2 separate regions of the Mus musculus genome follow, and region 1 is linked to region 2. Evidence: chromatin contacts called from public HiChIP or PLAC-seq data. All regions are on one chromosome and are shown on one strand. The core of a region is the stretch at or near the end of the contact, and the rest is flanking DNA. Distances in the headings are between cores, read along the strand shown. Region 1 overlaps Kcnb2 (potassium voltage gated channel, Shab-related subfamily, member 2). Region 2 holds the start of Kcnb2 (potassium voltage gated channel, Shab-related subfamily, member 2).

Region 1 (7,225 bases), core at 3,995-6,494, 370 kb after region 2:
TCTAGATAGCTCATCCCTTGCAGATCAAAGCCCAGTTTTTTTATTTACATATCAATTCAGTCATTACCCCAGGTTCCCTTTTGATTAACTCATGAATCTGAAGCCCAGGAGCCCAGCCCCTTGATTCTTAGAAAGGGACAGCAAGTATAAGCACAGATGATAAAATAGCTAGGTGGGAACCCACCCTGAAATTACCATTCCTACCATACCTGAGGCTGGACCTAAACTCCCTCTGTGCCAGGTTGACTTTGAACTCAAAAGCCTACCAGCCTTTATAAGCATAAACAAAACAAAACAAAACAAAACAATAACTTAGCTGGGTGGGATCTTGCCCTGTGATCACCATTCCCTAAATCTCTTTATCTCCTTCCTTGGTATCTTTCTGACAATCTGCCTCTGCTCCTTTCTATTTGTGAAGCTTGTTATACAATTCATATTGGATCCTTTTACTTTGCATAATTGAAAGATTATATATATTTTTAAACTCATGTTTTCAGCATTTTTCCCACAGCATTAAGGGCTGTCCTACAGGTCACAGCATTCTACCATTTTGCTGAGTCATTACACACACCCTCACCCCACCCCAGACACCTGCTGCCTCTGTTTGTCATGGAGTCATTAACTTTGGCAGAGAAAATATTCCTCAAAGGAGGAACATGGAGTAAAATACTTATATTTTTATACAAACAAGCTTATACCCACAGCAACCATTGACACTCATGGAGGACACTCCCTGCTGCCTCTGTTCCAGGGGCAGGAACAAGAAATTATAAGCTCCAGCATCAGTGAAAATCCCTGCTCAAAGGGACAAGACAGTGATATATATCAGGATAGCTGCTGATGACCTCCTCTGGCTTCTGCATGCATGCATACACTCTCACAACACACACATAACACACATACACACACCAACACACACATATAACACATAAACACACACTCTCACAACACACAGAACATACACATATAAAACACACAACATATACACACACAAAACATACATATAACACATACAACATACCCACACATCCTCACAATACACATATAACACAATACACACACACACACACACACACACACACACACACACATATATATATATATATATATTTACATAAATAAAAACTTAGAAGCCAGTCTGGTCAAGTATTCCTATACTCCATGTATATAGGCTAAAGCAGGAAGATCAAGTCTTCAAGGCCAGTGTGAGCTACAAGAACAATTTCCAGGCTGAGGCACATAGTATGGCCCTGTCTCAAAAAAATAAATGAATAGAAATTTCAAGCACAGTGAAGTCAGATGCTTTAAAATAGAGGTGAATATAATCAAAGCTAGATTCTTACGCAGTCATTGCTCTTCTTGTCATCATCTACGCTTTGAGCTTCAATGAGTCTAAAACCATTAAGGAAGAATGTAAACATTCCTCCTACAACATTTGCATCTGAGAAGAGATTGTCCTGTGGTGGGAAAGATCAGGGTTATCGTTTGCTCACTTCCTGCTACTGTATCTGATCTCTGAGTTTTGGCTGTCTCATAAGTTGTTATGATGAGGACTTAGAGATAATATACCACAAGTACCTTGCTGATACCTTGTGTCAAAGCACTAAGTAAATGGGGGCTACCAATAGAGCAGCAATTGTGTAATATAAACAAACTGTCTGAGGGAGCATCAAGATGGCTCAGCAGGTAAAGGCATCAGCCACCAAGCCTGAGGATTCAAGTTCAATCCGGGGACCCAAAAGCTGACATCTGACCTCTACCTGCATGCTTTTGCCATTGCATACCTGCACACATGCATACAGGATATGTAAAAAAAAACTATTTAAAAATAAATACAATACTTGAAACAAAGTATTTCAAAGTAAACGTGATGGCTTCTAGCTCTGGATTGTTTGTTTTTCCCTCACAATAACTGTGTGGCCTGAGTGACCTTGGCAATGAACCTTTTTGAGTGTCAGTGCCATGTAATAATGTAATATTTCATGGAATAATATCTGATCTGACAACCTCACAGAATTACCAAAGGGTCACGTGAGGTGGCAGATATAGACATGTGTTTATTAACACTAAGAGCTTTGCATGATAGGAAATATTGCCAAAGAAGATGAAAATATATGGAGAGACACATGCAGAGAAAAGTTATTTGGTATATCTTGATAAATAAGTGAATGAATTAATGAATGAATGCCTCAAAAGGCTCCCTTCATGTGAAATACTAAGCGCTTGATTGTTGGTCTTAATAGAGAAGACATGACAAAGGCAACCCAAAACAGAGGTGGCAAGTATTTCATATGATATATGATAAGCTAATAATTCTTAGCTTGAATAACCATGACACAGAAGCCCCCTCATACACATAATGTATACACACATACACTCACACAATGACAGTGAAGTTTTTAAAAATGTAATGACTTATGTCAGACTTTGGCATATAACTCAGTGGTAGAGCCCTTGCTTTATATGAGTGAATCTGTGGCTCAATTTCCAGTAACACATACCCACAATTGCATGCACACACACAATACACACATATATGCACATACACACATACATACATGTGTGCACAATACACACATGCATCTACTCATGTACATATACATGCATGCATACACATACACTAACTTATATCACATATTATTTAGATGATAATTTTTTTAAAAAGCCCCTGTGTTTCTATTTTAAAGTCACCCTGTAGACAGCAAATGCTTGAGAAAAATACAGTTTGTATTATAGGATACAAAATAGCTTTTTTTCCTATGATATGAGGTAGAAGCGTTTAATCTCATATATTCAGAACTTCACTAGTGACTCTTGCCCATAAGAACTGATTCTTCATACAAATCCTTTGTGGTTTAGCAGAGAATTGTGACCAAATGTAGTCATGGAGAGAACAGATGCAATCTTTTCTTAGCCTAGGAAGTTAGCCCTTTGCTGTTTAAAAACAGCCTGCCCGGATAAAACGAAGCCTCAGCTCCTGTAAGCTTGTCAGCCTCTTCTGCCCACCCCCCACCCCCACCCCCACCCCCACCCCGCCCCAAAGCCTGCTGAATCGCTGGCCCTGCTGGTACTTGCTTGCTCAATGGAGAGTGTCTTGGGAGAATTGGTTTGTGGTGCATCTTAAGAAAATTGCTCCTTTTGGCAGCATCTGGTTACGACCTGGCATCTCAACTGTGCAGCTGTAACTGTAATTGACTAGCATTCTGAGCAGAAAGGACAATGGCCATGTTTGTCAGGCACATACTTTTGTGAAAAGAGCCCCACTCCTGCCCAACATGTTCCAATTTGCCTTTAAATAGCTTAGCTCTGAGTAGCCATCTTCCACTCATTCTCTCCTTTTCCCATCAGGTCCAGTGTGGTACTCTGTGCAGTAGAATCCCGGGAGAGTCTTTTTAAAGTTAATATGCCTGGTTTTTTGTTTTTCTGGGTGAAAAGAAAACTCAGAAGAAAGTCTTTATATTTTCACATATCTGTTGGGAAGGTTTCTGTGGCTCTAACATCTATCTTAAAGTGCCTAGCGCTCGTAAATTGCTGTGAGTGGCACCTGGTAGTTATGGTGGCAAGGAGTTCATATGGAAGAGAACAGCTTTTCCAGCAGGCTTCCTTTGAAAGGAGCACACAAATGTGGAAACATGGTCTACATCCTTTGCTTAGTTCATTCATGAGACTAAGGCAGCACAACTATGAAAAAGGTCTCGGTTCTGCACTGCTCCTACCTATGCAGCAGCAGGAGAAAGGACATGGACTCCATGACCATGACCAGCTCCCTGGCATCTGTCACAGCCTTTGGTTTAAAATAAGAGAAACTTGACCCAAGTGTTGTATCTTCCAAAATTGGAAAGATAAAAGCAATGAGTGGCACCCCCACTGAGGCAATCTTAGGGATATGGGGTTCAGGAAAGTGTTACAGAGCATACTCAGAGAATATTAGTTGCTGTCCACAGAGCCTCTGGCAGGGCTATGCTGACCAACACAGGAAGAATGTCAACTGTAAGTGACAGGCAGCTGGCCAGAGAGTAGAGATGCTCTGCCCTTCCTTGTTAGGGTAGCAATGGAAAAGGAGAATGGTGTAGAACTGTCGCTGTTGCTCCATGGAACTGTGATGTCCACCTACAAGTATATTTCCATCAAGTACCTAGGGGAACTGATGCCTTCTGTTGGGGGCTATTTGCAGCATGGCCAGGATTGGGCAGATTGCATTAGGTAGAGAGATCCATAAGGTAGTAATATCTGCTACCCTTCAGCCTTTTGTGCAATCCAAGGCCCCTCTTCCTACAGATCATACCAGTTTTCTCCTGCTGTGAGGGACCCACCATTGAGGGCCACTCAGACACAAGTTTTAGCCAATAGAATTAGCTGATCAGTAAGTACACTGGGTGCTCACCCATTTAGCACAGGTTGGACTCTAACTTGCTATGTAACCAAGGGTTACCTTGAGCTTCTCATCCTTTTGCCTTTAACTCAGGAGTGCTGGGATTGTGGGTACTGGCCACCATGTCCACTTTGTGCAGTGCTAGGGACTGGGCCAATGTTTTCGCGCGTGCGCGCGTGGGCGTGCGTGCGTGCGTGCGTGCGTGCGTGCGTGCGTGTGTGTCTTTAGCCCTTCACCTACTGGGCTAAACCAGAGTCAGAAGTTTCTGTTCTCTGATTGAAGGCAGTGTTTCTTGCTATGGTGAGACATTACACACACACCACGCAGCTGTTTTTGTTTTGTTTTTTCATTTTCATTTCCAAAAGAGACACTGAGAGGCGCATGTGGACTTGCCTGCTCTTGCCCACTCAGAACTACAATTTAAAAGCTAATTAACTGTGGCTTGCTCTTTTTGCACTGGGGGATTCTTCCTCTTCACTAATTTTGAATTTGATTGGAACATAATTTCTATTTTCAAAAAACTTACCATTCCTGTATCCCTAAAAACCATCTTCAGTAGTTTTGCTCCAGAGACATCAGTGGACTCACTAGAGGGTTTCCAGAGTTTTCAATGTTGTCTTAAAGTCTTAGACTGGATTTTATCGGTAGACCAGAGCCTTTTGAGGGAGTCTGAGAGTGGAGTTTGAGTGGAATGCTGAGTCCCTGGCAACCTGGCTGCCTGTGAATCTGATTTCTGCCTTGATCTGTATGTATCTAGTGCCTTCCCCAAGTGCACAAGCGTCATGGCCAGCTCCAGGCACACAGGCACCCTGGGCCTTGGCCCACACTCCCTGAGCAGTTTAAGCATGGGAAACAACATACAGACTTGGAGAGGAAGACAGTTGTTCAAAGGCAGAGCGGGGACAGCAGGCTGAGCAGATGAAATGTTTACACTGCCTATGAGGCTCTCCGCTCAGCTGCCAGAACCAAACAACATCTGTTGTGGTCCTGTGGGGCCCAAAGGTTCTCATCACCTCTCTGTCGGAAGTAGTCAGGGGGGCCGGCCTGACTGTGACACCATCTGTGTGCCAGGGACCCCAGCCAAATGACCTGGCACTGGAGGGCTTAATTTCTCTCCATCCAGGCTGCATCAAGAGAAACGTCGGAACCCATGAGAAGCCTTCTTTCTCTTCATCCTCGTCTGTCTGATCTGCCCCAAATTCATCTGAAGCACACGACTGCTAAGTGTTCAGGAACCCAGAAAGCTGCTTTCCACTGATACCCTCTGTTCTCCCACGCCCTTCTTCAACCTTCAACTGCTGCTATTTTGGAGCCCAGAGAATACTTGACATGAAGCTGAAGAGCCAGGGCTGCAGTTCTGAAAACAATGTCGGTTGGCTCTGCCATAGTCTCAGAAAGTCACGCGCAGGAGACCTCCCTCTGGGTCTCTGCAGGCAAGACTTCAACAAGTCTCAGTTGATGGTGTATGTTCCTGACAGAAGGGGAAAGAGGCACTATCCCATAGTAAACAGGGAAGCTGCATCCACCCTCATTTTATACACAGCCCCCTCCCTTGCCTTTCTAGATGTAGCACTTGGCCAAGCAACCTCAGAATCACCTGGGAGCTCAACAGGAGCTTCTCAGAACCTCCTTGACCCTTCAATTTGCATCTTAACAAGACCCCGGGCGATTTGTTTGCACACTGGAGAGCCACCCTGACTAGCAGCTGTAGATAATGATCTTCGGCTTTAAAGGAACACCAAGTTTAAGGAAATTGTGTCGGGAAAAATCACACTGTAAGCCAGAAAAGGATAAAAATGCTGACACTTCTCAGACAGAAAAGCACCGAACCTGTTCATCTTAGGTCTGTCTCCTCTGTCCAGCCTCCCGTTCAGAGACAGGAGAAGAAAATATTTAATATTTGCAGGCCTCCTGTTCCTAATAGCACCTTGCAAATAAACAGAGGAGTGTTTCCTGTAACTCCCCAGGAGCAAGGAGGGCCTGTCCTCAGTCACCTTCTGCTGCAGCCAGGAAACAGCCAGCGGAGACCATTTGGAACTTCCCTTGTCACTCAGAGGCCATTAAACTTTTACAACATGAGAAGTACTTTTTCCAAAAATAAACTCCAGAGTTATCATTTCAGTAGGCAGGAGAAATGTACATCTCTTACTTTATCACCGAATAAGAAAATTCTGTAACAATCCTAAATTTCTTCTGATTCTACCACCTTCTCTTCTTACCAGGAAAAAATGATAATAATAAAGCCACATGGAGTTGTTTATTTTTCTAAAGAGCATCGAGGCACACCTGTGCCCAACCCCGAGCCTCTCTCTGCCTCCAGCATACCAGAAGCTGTTATAAGGGGGCTGAGAAACTGAAACATCTTTGGAAGAAGAGGAGAGAAGGGCTGGAAGGGAGGATGCACAGAGAGAGAGAATGAATGGAGGCTCTTCATTCACCTCCAAGAGGTTCTCATGAATGTCCTTCCAGGGCATTCAGTTCTGATTTTAGACTTCATAAAGTTTACAGTCTGACTCTGTTATTTCAGCCATGGAGAGTCATAAGGGTTGAATGTAGTGTGGTGTGTAGTGTGTGTGTGTGTGTGTGTGTGTGCGTGTTATACTGTATATGTATATACTTATGCATATATGTATATGCATATATATATATAAAATGAGTGGACATGTGTAGTGTATGTGTTGTGCATGTACTGTATATGTATAATCAACAGACATGCACAGTGTATGTTGATGTAGTGTGTAGGATGTATGTAGTGGAGGAGGTGTAGTGTACCGTGTGTGCATGTGCGTGCACATGTCCACACTGAGAGAAGATTCACTTAGAAAGCAGCAGGATGACTCTTTATCTCAGAAT
Region 2 (6,630 bases), core at 3,085-5,584:
GCTGATCCTTGCTTCCTGTGTCCTGATGGGTCTGAGAGGGTCTCTCTTGGGCCAGGAATTTGAAAAGAAGTGGTGATCTTACCTGTGCTTGCAGGTGTGTGGGCACTCCTGGAAGAACAGCCATCTCCTGCTGGTATCTGTGCATGTAGCTCTGTGTGGCACAGAATCAGCTCTGGGAGCAGATGGAGACTGGAAGACTCCTGTCCCAGGCCAGCCCTTGGTTCCTGTGTCCTGAGGGTCCCACGTGGGTTCTTCTGTGCAGCAGATGTGGTCTTGCCTGCACTCAGAGGCCTGTCTGCACTCCTGGGAGGCTTGCTCCCTCCCATCAGTATTTGGTTAGTGAGCCCTGTGGCAGAGGATCTGCTACATGTGGAGACAGAAACTGGAAGGCCAACTAACTATTTTCAAATGCTATAGTCAACACCAAAACCCCAAGAGCATATTATGCTTTGTACTCTGTATATGCAGAGACTCCCATACATCAGCATTACAATGTCTGAGGAAACAAGTTTTCTACTTAAATTGTGTGTACTGATATACAGAAAGGTTATTTCAGGCTAACCTTATACTACATTTATTTATTTTAGCAGGTTATACAAGGTGTCATTTTGACACTATGCTAAACAGTCATTTCTCCTCTTTAATATAATTTCATCATATCATAGGATGATTCTGAAAAAAACTGAATTATCAGCAAAAGAAACATTTCTATAAATCTCAATAAGGATTAAAAATGAGCTAAGGAGCAATATGAGAACATGCCCAGCTTTCCCATGACATAGTATTACAATTTCCTTTGGAGAACAAATGGGGCAAATGGAAATGTATGCACTGTACAGGTGCAAGTATCTGGTGATAATGGATGCAGGAGTTTTTTGCATTGATTGGAGCCCAGCACAGTGCCTTGGGAGATGCCTGCCATAACTGATGGTGCACAGTGCCTCCTTCTGTCTATGCCGTGAACATATAAACTGGTGAGTATCCTGGTAAGTAGCGTCAGATCCATCTCCCAGCTTCAGACTGCTTTCTTCATACTGTATCTCAGACACACAGCTGGGACTGGAAGGGTAACCAAGCCCTAGGACCTATCTCCCAGATAACGGAGACAGAATCATTGCTGTTGGGCTCAGGTCCGTTTTCCCAGTAAGCAAATGGAGTCTACATACTCAAATCTAACCAAAGTTTGAGCTTTGGTTACCAAAGATGTCACAAAGGTAAACAATATTTCTGATATAGGCCTAACAAAGGGAATTTCTGTAATCACTCTTAAGTATATAAAAAGTTTACTGCATGGTTAGAATTTCAGTGTACCCAAAACAGCTGCTAAAATGTCTTTCTAGACTTAGTATTTTTTATAGATTCCATTCAATGAACAAAAAAAAAAAGCTGTGAAATACGAGTTCTTTGAATACATAGCGGGCATTGGGTTGCACTGAAGGCACGAAAACAATGGAGGGATTTTAAAATCATTCCTGGGGGAACTCACACTTTAGGATGATACACATGTCATAAAACCCAGAAGGCCCTGTTTGTCTCTTTTAAAAGCTGGGGCAACATTGGACACGCAAACTTTATATGCCCCAGTACAGGGGAACGCCAGGGCCAAAAAGGGGGAGTGGGTGGGTAGGGGAGTGGGGGTGGGTGGATATGGGGGACTTTTGGTATAGCATTGGAAATGTAAATGAGCTAAATACCTAATAAAAAATGAAAAAAAAAAAAGCTGGGGCAATATGCTCTGGATGTCTAAGAGCAGGGTATGTGGGGGTGAGGGGGTGCGGGCACGGGGTGTCACTGAAGAGTTAAGAGTAAGAAATGGGCCTGAGAAGGCTTTGGTAATTTGGACCTGAGATGTAGTAAGGAATAATCTAGGGGAAACAAAAAAGAAACAAGAAAGAGAGAGAGAGAGAGAGAGAGAGAGAGAGAGAGAGAGAGAGAGAAAGACTCAGTGACACAGCTGTGCAGGCTCAGTGATGGCTTCAAGGTTGTTCTGGAGACACATTGTCTGAAGAAAAGTGTAAACTCTATGGAAAGGCTGGGGGCAAGGGAATGCACTTCCTGCCAGCTCCTGGACCTTAGAGTTGGCGCTTGGGTCCCGGCCAGGATAATGATAAAGGTTTTAGAATCCAGGCATTCTGTTCTTGGTGCTCACACTTCAGAAGTCCCAGGGAGAGGAAAGAGAAGCCAAGGCAAGTTTCTTAATGGAGAATGATGGACTTAGAAGAACCAGTTCCCATAACATCCAGCAATGTCTGACAGCACAAAAAGATCACTCAGCACAAGAGAGTCACGAGTTCAACATAGTGAAACTGGGAAGGCCACGCCAGCCATGCCCTGCTCATAGGACTACATGAGATATGTTTGAACACAATAGGTAGACAGCCTTGGCCATAAGTCATGTTGAGGGTCCCAACTTTGAATATATTTTCATGCCCTGAATTCTGTTCGAAGGAGTGTTTTAAGTTATGTGTTTTCCTGAAAGACACTCAACTGTTTTGACTGCTTAATTTTCCACCCATCAAGGTGTACCTGAGTCAGGAACCTGAAGATCCCAGGAATTTTGTTCAAGTTTATTGTTTTTATTACACTCCAAAGTAGGGAAGGGGCCTGGGGTATCCAGCTTATGGCCCTCTTTTTAAGGGGGAATTTGGCATAAAATTCCAGACAGTAAACAGACCACTAAATCAAGCAAACCAGGTTTATTTTTAATTTAATTTTGTTTTCAACTTATTTTTACACGCCATATTCCATTCCCCACCCCCATGCACCCTCCAACTGCTCCACATCCCACACCTCCTCCCCACCTCACCCAGTCTCCACTTGGATGCCCCCACACCTCACCACACCCGACCTCTAAACTCCCTGGGGCCTTCAATCTCTTGAGGGTTAGGTGCCTCATCTCTGAATGAACACAGACCTGGCAGTCCTCTAGTCTATGTGTGTTGGGGGCCTTACATCAGCGGGTGTATGCTGTCTGTTTGGTGGTCCAGTGGTTGAGAGATCTTAGGGGTCCAGATTGAGACTGCTGGTTCTCCTACAGGATCACCTTTCTCCTCAGCTTCTTTCACTCTTCCCTAATTCAACAACAGGGGTCAGCTGCTTCTGTACATTGGTTGGGTGCAAATATCTGCACCTGATTCTTTCAGCTGCTTGTTTGGTCTTTCGGAGGGCAGTCATGATAGATAGATCCCTTTGTGTGAGCACTCCATAGCCTCAGTAATAGTGTCAGGCCTTGGGACCTCCCCTTGAGCTGGATCCCACTTTGGGCCTGTCACTGGACCTTATTTTCCTCAGGCTCTTCTCCATTTCCATTCCTGTAATTCTTTCAGACAGGAACAATTATGGGTCAGAGATATGACTGTGGGATGGCACCCCCCTCATTTGAAGTCCTGTCTTCCTGCTGGAGGTGGACTCTATAAGTTCCTTCTCTCTACTGGGGGGCATTTCATCTTTGAGTCCTGGGAATCTCTCACCTCCCAGGTCTCTGGTGGACTCTGGGGGGGTCATAGCACCCCTGTGGGAAACAAGAATCAGAGTGTCTAAAGAGTCCTACCCAGCTTTAGCCTCAGACACAGAAAGGCCAGTGACTCCTGGATATGGTCCTGAATAGAGCTGGAGGATACAGAAGTGAAGTCAGATTCCACCTGGGCTCCTTTTTATCCGAGAAACTTCTTTTGTGGGAAAATACTCCGTGGCCCATCCTCAGGAGCCATATGTCCTTGTCCCAGTTCCCCATGGTGGAACAAGGAGCACTGGTTCTGGTCGCTTAGGGGTCTGGCAGCAGGAGAGCACAGCAGATGGAAGAGAAAGGCCAGGAAATCCATGAAGCTGCGGGAGCATCTCGACGGGCTTACCAGGGCTTCCCCGGCCGCGTGTGTGGGGTGGCCGCCGGGCTGTGGACCCCTTGCCTAGTGTGTCCGTGTGCAAGCCACCAAGAGAGACAGGTGGGTGTGGAGCCCGGACCCAGGCGGCCGCAGGAGCCTAGGGAGGATCGGGCGAGGTGTGGGCGGCGCCCGACCGTCCGCGCCCGGGCCGCACCCTGGGCACCGGGGGCGCTGTCTCCTGCCGAGCTCAGGCGCCGGGAGGCCGAGCCTGGCGTTTCCCAGGAGGTGCCGGGCCAGCGGTGCATCCCCGCCACCCACCCCCGGGAGCTGCGATTGCCTGGGAGTCGCTGGAGGAGGAGAAACAGAGAGAGGCGCTGGCGGCCGCTCTGCCCGCGGGTGCGCGGAGCGCGGAAGGCGGAGCGCGAGGCTGGGTGGCCGCGGGCGTGTGTGCGCGCCTGGCCGGAGAGCTACGGGGCGGGGGACCCGCGCCCGGAGCGCCCCGCCTGGTTTTTCGCGCGGAGCCAGCGTCGCTGCTGCACAGACACACACCCACCGAGCTCCACCGAGTGCCCCTGAGCACCCGCCGCCCCCGCTGGCCACAGCCGCTCCTCCGGCAGCGGGATCCAGCGCCAAGTCCAGGGCTGGTGCGGCGCGCAGAGAACCTCTTGATTTTTTTTCCCCCTTCACTCCAGCCCTCTCTGGTCTGGGCGGCGGCGGCGGCGACAGGGGGATGGGGGCTCCACGCGGGGAAAGGCGGGTGACGATCGAGGAAGATTATTGTTCTTTTTAAAGGATGCCTTCGCTTCTTACCAATGCGGCTTCTGTGAGCCCTTTTACTAGAGACTGCGAACCGGAGTGAGATATGTAAAGAAGGAAGGAAAGCTGCCTGGAGCTCCAGCCAGCCGGGCAGACCCTCCTCTCTGTGGAGGGGAGGGGGATTTCCAACGACACATCATTGGCAAAAGGGACCTTTGCAAGAGAGGAGTCCTCTGAGGGAGCAGGGAATCCCACAGCCCCCTGTGGCACAGGAGCCAGAGCTGCTGGCTGAGCAGAGCTGGGTCCGTGGGAGCTAGGTAAGTGACCTGGGCATTGCAGCTCCCCAAGAGCTCTTCTTTAGAGATGCTTCACTGTGGCAGTCTAGTGAGACTTGAGTTGCTAAAGGAACTGGAAACTGCCATATGGCGCCCAGTGGACTTACAAACAAAGCTGGCTGGGTTGTTAGCCCTGACAGATTATTAACGAAATGCTTCTTCCTGGTGGGGGAGACACACAAGTATAAGCCCCTTAAAAGCCTAACTTGATCAAAAAGATGAAACTGTTGTATGTAAGAAAGGAACCCCGGTTGCCTTCTCTTCCTGATCGCTTGATGGTAAATGCCACACTTGCATGCACACACTTGTCGGACTAGACTTAGGGAGTATGATATCTGTTGTGTATGCACAGTCCCCAGAATACAGAGACATACATGCATTTTATTCCTCAGTGGTGAGCAGTCTTGGTTCCTCGGAAGGAGCTAGAACAGGTCTTTAAGGAAAGCACTCCAAGGCTTTTTCCAATACAATATGTCAAGGAGACCTGGGGATACAGTTGCCCTGAGTGGCACTGAAAGACACCACCATCTGCCTCATCTTTTGTTGCCAAGACTTAATGAACCTTTTCATGATAGTACCTTGCCATCTATTACCTCAGATAAGGAGCATTTGTTTTCATCCATTCATAAAAAGAACCAATGTGCAATGTGCATAAACATGCCATTTATGCGACGTTTATGACCCCACAAGTGTTTTGACAGTAAAGAATAACATAGATAAGACTAATACTAGGATATTTTGCACAATATATGCACAGGTAGGCATCGGGGTGATTGCATGTAGGTTCAACACTCCATCCAATCAAGTCACACACTAATGTCAATATTTTAAATGACATTTCACGTTTCTAATTTTTTCTTATTGATTGGTTGGGGGTTTGCTGACAATCTGACTCTTTTTTCAATCCCAACTTTAAAAAAAGTAAACATTTTACTGTTATTATTTTCAAATGTCTAGCATTGTGTAGGATAGATACCTTTGGATTACTCACTAGTGATAGCACATTTCGTAGAATTAGCAAATAATCAATTTTGGTCAAATGTCTGAAGTCTTTCCTGTCAGTGACTCCTGGGAAAGAATTCGAAAAGAGAGTAATATGTTAAAATTGTTCATATCATAAAGTCTTATCTATTTCACCCATTGGGTACTTGCGCAGGGTACATCAATAAATAAAAAAACTTGTCTCACACTTATCCTTTAATATGTGAGTAAAACATTTAGAAATCTGCACTAGAGAGTTCTTGTGCTTAATCTAATCAGAACGTTCGGTAGTTTGGCCCTTACACTGTGCATGGAAGTGTACATGTTTCAGTTTGGCTGCTTCCAGTGCTATTTTTTTTTTCCAGTGTGGGGCTTACTTATGTAGCCATGAAGACTCCCTGAGAATACCGATCATCCAGTATAGAAATAACTCACTTCTCCACTGAATGGGGAAGTCACCTCCAAGTGTTTATATGCACCCACAAAGCCACCCCTGTGGGCCGCTTCTTCATGGAGTACCTCTGGGTTCAGGGCCGTTGCTCATGACAAACAAGGTTCCCTCCAATATACTCTTCTCCTTTCTTGAGCACTACTCAGACTTTTGGAGAAAGGGGTGAGCCACTTGGCAGTTCTCTTTGTGTTCTTTCTCCTTCAACCTTCCCCTCCCTGTCTTAGTGTCCTCCACTGTCCCTCTTCCACACACCCCTACCCATGGACTCCAGAGAAGGGCTCTGCTG

The links. HiChIP or PLAC-seq counts read pairs in DNA pulled down with a chosen protein or histone mark.
Region 1: a contact with region 2 is called in an H3K27ac HiChIP or PLAC-seq map of VIP interneurons, with 3 times the contacts expected there. The contact joins the enhancer-like site here to the promoter of Kcnb2 in region 2. A contact is called at or near these places in 4 of 115 datasets of contacts at active chromatin or transcription factors (VIP interneurons, embryonic stem cells, forebrain and 1 more) and 2 of 9 other capture datasets (embryonic stem cells and pancreatic islet).

The regions. Positions count from the first base shown.
Region 1 is chr1:15,646,712-15,653,936 of GRCm38.p6, forward strand. All of the region lies in intron 2 of Kcnb2 (potassium voltage gated channel, Shab-related subfamily, member 2), which reads left to right. Among named protein-coding and RNA genes, the nearest start is that of Gm51617, 32 kb to the left of the region's middle. Within about 2 kb of position 5,245, at least 32 of the 459 cell types and tissues checked have an H3K27ac peak or open chromatin away from gene starts, as enhancers often do. A contact at or near this core is called in VIP interneurons, forebrain and pancreatic islet, where this site is marked.
Region 2 is chr1:15,282,591-15,289,220 of GRCm38.p6, forward strand. Kcnb2 (potassium voltage gated channel, Shab-related subfamily, member 2) reads left to right here and starts at 4,335. Exons shown (of 3, transcript NM_001098528.3): 1 at 4,335-4,894.